Regions from separate parts of the Mus musculus genome. Here region 1 is linked to region 2. Evidence: chromatin contacts called from public promoter capture Hi-C data. All regions are on one chromosome and are shown on one strand. Each heading gives the region's core, a stretch centred on a gene start, on an enhancer-like site or on the middle of the called end of the contact. The rest is flanking DNA. Distances are from core to core; before and after follow the strand shown. Region 1 holds the start of Msantd1 (Myb/SANT-like DNA-binding domain containing 1). Region 2 holds the start of Htt (huntingtin).

Region 1 (2,700 bases), core at 130-2,629, 150 kb after region 2:
TGCCTCACTAACCACCCAGAGCAGTTCAAACGCCTTAGTGCTCCAAAGCTTCCTAGACCCATGTCCTACTACCTTAGTCAAGGCTGTACTTAGCCACTGTCACATGTACACACATTTCATACACTTCCAGGCCTTTGTCAAGTCTTCAACCCCTAAATTTCTCCCACCAGTACAGGCTCAGTTCTCTCAAAAGTTACCTGGCATCCCACTAAAACTGGTCATTTTCTACTCTGGCTTCTATCAATATAGGCTGAGCTTGGCTGCTATCACCCTAGTCAGGCCTGGTTTCTTGCATCCTGAACAGGTTCCATAAATACAAGTTTCAGATTTGCCCCACACTCATTATGTAGAGGGGAAACCAAACCCAGGGAGCCTAAGTAGGTTTCGCCAGCTCACAACAGAACCAGTCTTGACCCCATTCAGAGTGCCTGGCCTCTCTTAAGAGATACTTTCTAAAGCTGACCTGCCCCCTTTCCCTTCAGGTTCTACTGGGGACCTAGTCCTCAGCCTCCTGCCTTCTCATCCTGTGACAACTGAGGGTCCTAGCAGGCCATGCAGCTGTGTCAAGGTATGGAACTCTACCCTGAATAGAAATAGGAAATGTCCCACCCTAGGTAGGGGCAGCTGAGGCTTGGACAAACACCTGTTCATTCTTGTCCATGGAAGCCAGGCAAGGACTCTGCTCTAGGAGGTGCCTCCACAAAGGCCACTTTGTACCTGGGACTGCTGATGCCCACATGCCTGAGAAGAGGAGGTGGGAGCCCATCTTACCCCCATCTAGGTGTCAACCAAAGTGTTATGTTGGTATGGAGTAGCTCCTGCCAGGCTGGCTCTGGTGCCTTCTATATCCTGGAACTTGGGCAAGCAGCTGTTATAGATCTTTCCTCTTCAGCCATCTAACTATAGGACCTTGAGTAATGGCAGTGATATCCATTAGCCAACAGATAGCCACTGGTCTGGCTTTGAACACTCCAGACACTCTAAGGAAATTTGTAGAAAGGACTAAGAGATGGCGGATGAGGACCTAGGATCTCCCCATATCCCTTAGGCCAACATTTTGCTAAGTCATTTATAGTCATTTAGCCGGCTCTTGTTATTTTAGAGATGAGGACACTGAGGCTGGAATCCATTGCTAAGGTCACACAGAGCTAGGTTTAAAAGCTAGCAGCTTGAAGCTAAGCATAGTGACAATACACTTTTAATTCCAGTACTCGGGAGGCAGAGACAGGGCCAGCCTAGTATATACATACTGAGTTTTTAGGCCCCAGGTTGTGCTTGTCTTGTCTTTCCTTGTTAGCTGGAGATGCTGTCTGTGGAGGCAGTAGGGCAGGTTCCTAGTTCCTTGCTCCTCAAGGATCAATCTTCTGAGCCTAAAGAACAGGGGGTCCTTCCTGGAGGAAGGAGGTAATTTCTAGGCACTGAGCTCTGAGAACCAGACCCAGGTTCCATGCTCAGCACTAGGGGGCAGCAATGAACCAGCAGGCCAGTAGTATGCCTGGCATGCTCAGTATCTATCTGACTTTGGCAGGAAGAGGAGTTTTTGCAGACCTTCTGGGTACTCTTTTAGGAGAAATGGAACAATCGTGGGTATCTGTCTGCTAGCTCAGCAGTAGGAAGTCCCAAAATGACTCCCAAGGTTCAGAGAGGAAGCCTGACATTCACCTGAACCTATGAAATGACAGCAAGACCTCCAGGGGCAACCCTCTGCCTCCTTTTCATTTCTAATTTTGGATTGAAACTCAGGTCACTCCCCCTACCCAGTAAGTTACTGACTATGCTCCTTACAGTGGACACAGGAAGCCCAGAGACATTGCTTTCTCCAGTCTAAGTTCTTCCTATCTTTGATCAGGCAGGGGGAAAGCCAACAAAGACCACTGTTGTTCTGCTGACCAGAGAGTTTTAACTAGTTGTTTGGAGACCAGGCATGACTACCAATAGAGTACTGGGCCCAGAGAGTCTAGGATCAGACTAGACTGTGTGTCCACAACAGCCAGCCTAGCATGAGGGTCTTAGGTCCATGTAGTCTCATTTGTGACTTGCCTTCCAGATGTTAGCTATTGATGCCCTGTGGTAACTTTCCCCTCTGCGGATTCCACATTCTACATTCTTGCTCTGCTGCCTCCTCAGCCTGAGGTCCCTGCCTAGCCCTGTGGGCATATTAACCCTTCCTCTTGATGTTTTGCCTGTCCCCACCCCAACACTGCTGTGTCTCTTGAGGACTAGCCCTGCTCAGGACATTGAAGTTACCCTCTGACTGCAGCCACTTTTCCTCAGCTGAGGGGCCTCCTCAGCTCAGCTCGGTTTGCCCCTTCCGTCAGGGCTGTGCTTATGCTTCTCCCCATGTTGAAGGTCAACATCTGTGTCCTTCAGGCCGGCATGGCTAGGCAAGGTCTAGCTCTGACTTGCCTGGCTTCCCAGCACCCACACAACCTGACACCCAGGGGGTTGCATTAGTTAAACAAGAGAAGCAGAGTCAATGGGGAGAAGGCTGGGCCCTATGAGGACCGGCTTCAGTAAAGCTTGGCAGGCCTCTGAGAAGAGGGTGACCTCTCAGCAAGGACCTCACCACACGAACAGCCATCAAGGCAGTATCAGGGCCTCCACCTCCTTTGTAACCCTGCACCTTATGTCTCAGCATACTACTTGCCCATCTTGGGCCTCCCTGGACTCTAACCTATATAAATCAGGTGGGGCTGAGGT
Region 2 (2,713 bases), core at 70-2,569:
CTTTTTCTGAAGCCGGAACGGTTTTGTTTGTTTGTTTGAGACAGGGTTTCTATGTAGCTCTGGCTGTCCTGGAACTCACTTTGTAGAACAGGCTGACCTATAACTCAGAGATCTGCCTGCCTCTGCCTCCAGACTGCTGAGATTAAAGGTGTGTTCTATCACTGCTTGGCTTTTTCCTTTTCCTTTTTCTTTTGAGACAAGTTCTGATACAGCCCATGCTGACTTGAATTCACTATGAAGCCAAGGAAAACCTGGAACTCCTGATCCTCGTTCTACCTGCAGAGTACATGATTACCACCCCTGGTTTATAAAATGCAGGGATTGAACTCAGAGCTTCGTGCATGCTACTCAAAAAGCATTCTACAAGTGCTGTGATTAAAGGCATGCACCACCATGCCCGGTTGAAGCCAACACTTTTTGCTGGGCAGACTGCAGGGGCAGCTTGGGTGTATCCACACCATTTTCAGCTTCCTGCTTTAATTGCTCACCTTTGGGAGATGGAGGCTCTAGAGACAAGGACTTCAGCGCTGGTGGCAATGAGACCCCTTGTAGGTCCTGGCTGGTTGCCACAGCACTTTCCAGGGTCCGTGTCTCAATGTAGAGTGTGTGACCAAAGTTGCATGAAACACAGCCTTTCTTTGGACAGTAACTACTGCTGCCTGCCTGAAACCCTTTCTCAGCCTTCGCTGCCTGCTTGAAACCCTTTCTCAGCCTTCTCTACTGCAGACACTTCTGGGGCTTCGGGGTCCACGGATCATAAAGGGTTCTTTGGTCCTGAATACAGGTCACTCTGGTTCCCTTCTCATTGCAGGGAGCTCCCAGCACGCTGCGTTCGGGAAGCTCAGGCCACCACCTGGCTTGTGGAAGAGAGAGCTGCTTTGGGTTTCGGGTTCCGAGCTCCACAATCGCTTTCCCGGTGACTCCAGGTGTAGGGTGGCTTTACGCAGGAAAATTTCTTCGCTGTCATTCCCCTTTCCAACCTTTTCTTCCTTCCGGGTCTCCCCAACTCCTCTGCCCACCTCCTCACTTCTTTTCTATCGCTGGTGCCAGGGAGCCGCCCTAAAGCCCACTCTCCGCTCAGCTCCGTCCCTCATCTAGCAGCCCGCCCCGCCCACCTCATCCTCTTGCTTGGCCCTCTTCACTAAGGGGGGCTGGCTTTTGCGGGAAGGGGCGGGGCCACATCGGCGGGGCGGAGAGTCTTAAACTAGCAGAGGCCCCGCAGGCCTGCGTCCTGACTTCGGGAAAGAGGACGACGCATCCGCCTGTCAATTCTGCGGGTCTGGCGTGGCCTCGTCTCCGCCGGCATGACGTCACGGGACGCACTCGCCGCGAGGGTTGCCGGGACGGGCCCAAGATGGCTGAGCGCCTTGGTTCCGCTTCTGCCTGCCGCGCAGAGCCCCATTCATTGCCTTGCTGCTAAGTGGCGCCGCGTAGTGCCAGTAGGCTCCAAGTCTTCAGGGTCTGTCCCATCGGGCAGGAAGCCGTCATGGCAACCCTGGAAAAGCTGATGAAGGCTTTCGAGTCGCTCAAGTCGTTTCAGCAGCAACAGCAGCAGCAGCCACCGCCGCAGGCGCCGCCGCCACCGCCGCCGCCGCCTCCGCCTCAACCCCCTCAGCCGCCGCCTCAGGGGCAGCCGCCGCCGCCACCACCGCCGCTGCCAGGTCCGGCAGAGGAACCGCTGCACCGACCGTGAGTCCGGGCGCCGCAGCTCCCGCCCGGGCCCCGCGCCCCTGGCCTGCGTGCTGGGCATGGCCAACACTGTTCCCTGTCCAGAGGGTCGCGGTACCTCCCTGAGGCCAGGCTTTCCCGGCCCGGGCCCTCGTCTTGCGGGGTCTCTGGCCTCCCTCAGAGGAGACAGAGCCGGGTCAGGCCAGCCAGGGACTCGCTGAGGGGCGTCACGACTCCAGTGCCTTCGCCGTTCCCAGTTTGCGAAGTTAGGGAACGAACTTGTTTCTCTCTTCTGGAGAAACTGGGGCGGTGGCGCACATGACTGTTGTGAAGAGAACTTGGAGAGGCAGAGATCTCTAGGGTTACCTCCTCATCAGGCCTAAGAGCTGGGAGTGCAGGACAGCGTGAGAGATGTGCGGGTAGTGGATGACATAATGCTTTTAGGAGGTCTCGGCGGGAGTGCTGAGGGCGGGGGAGTGTGAACGCATCCAATGGGATATTCTTTTTCCAAGTGACACTTGAAGCAGCCTGTGACTCGAGGCACTTCGTACTCTCCTGGCGTTTCATTTAGTTTGTGGTGTAGTGTAGTTAAACCAGGTTTTAAGCATAGCCAGAGAGGTGTGCTTCTGTGTGTCTGCAGGCAGTTGGATGAGTTGTATTTGTCAAGTACATGGTGAGTTACTTAGGTGTGATTATTAATAAAAAACTATATGTGTGCATATATATGAAAGAGTCGACTTATACTTAACTGCCTATCGATTTTTTGTTCTATATAAAACGGATACATTGGTGGTGCTCAGTTTTCACCGGGGAATGAATTTTACTAGTGTTGCAGACAGGCTTGTTTTAGAACATAGGCCACTCTGACTCTGACTTTGTGCCAGTAAAAGTTCCTGTTTAGTTCTTTGCTGACATCTTATAGATCTTTGGAAGCTAGCTGCTTGTGACTGGAGAGAATATTGAAACAGAAGAGAGACCATGAGTCACAGTGCTCTAAGAGAAAAGAGACGCTCAAAACATTTCCTGGAAATCCATGCTGAGTGTT

The links. Capture Hi-C pulls out chosen DNA fragments and counts their contacts.
Region 1: a contact with region 2 is called in a promoter capture Hi-C map of liver. The contact joins the promoter of Msantd1 here to the promoter of Htt in region 2. A contact is called at or near these places in 4 of 39 promoter capture datasets (the HPC-7 cell line, embryonic stem cells, second pharyngeal arch cranial neural crest and 1 more), 1 of 484 Hi-C or Micro-C datasets (the MNK3 cell line), 1 of 115 datasets of contacts at active chromatin or transcription factors (memory CD8 T cells) and 3 of 9 other capture datasets (adipose tissue, embryonic stem cells and liver).

The regions. Positions count from the first base shown.
Region 1 is chr5:34,914,536-34,917,235 of GRCm38.p6, forward strand. It overlaps Msantd1 (Myb/SANT-like DNA-binding domain containing 1), which reads left to right and starts at 1,380. Exons shown (of 3, transcript NM_207277.1): 1 at 1,380-2,700.
Region 2 is chr5:34,760,421-34,763,133 of GRCm38.p6, forward strand. Htt (huntingtin) reads left to right here and starts at 1,320. Exons shown (of 67, transcript NM_010414.3): 1 at 1,320-1,689. The coding sequence starts at 1,487.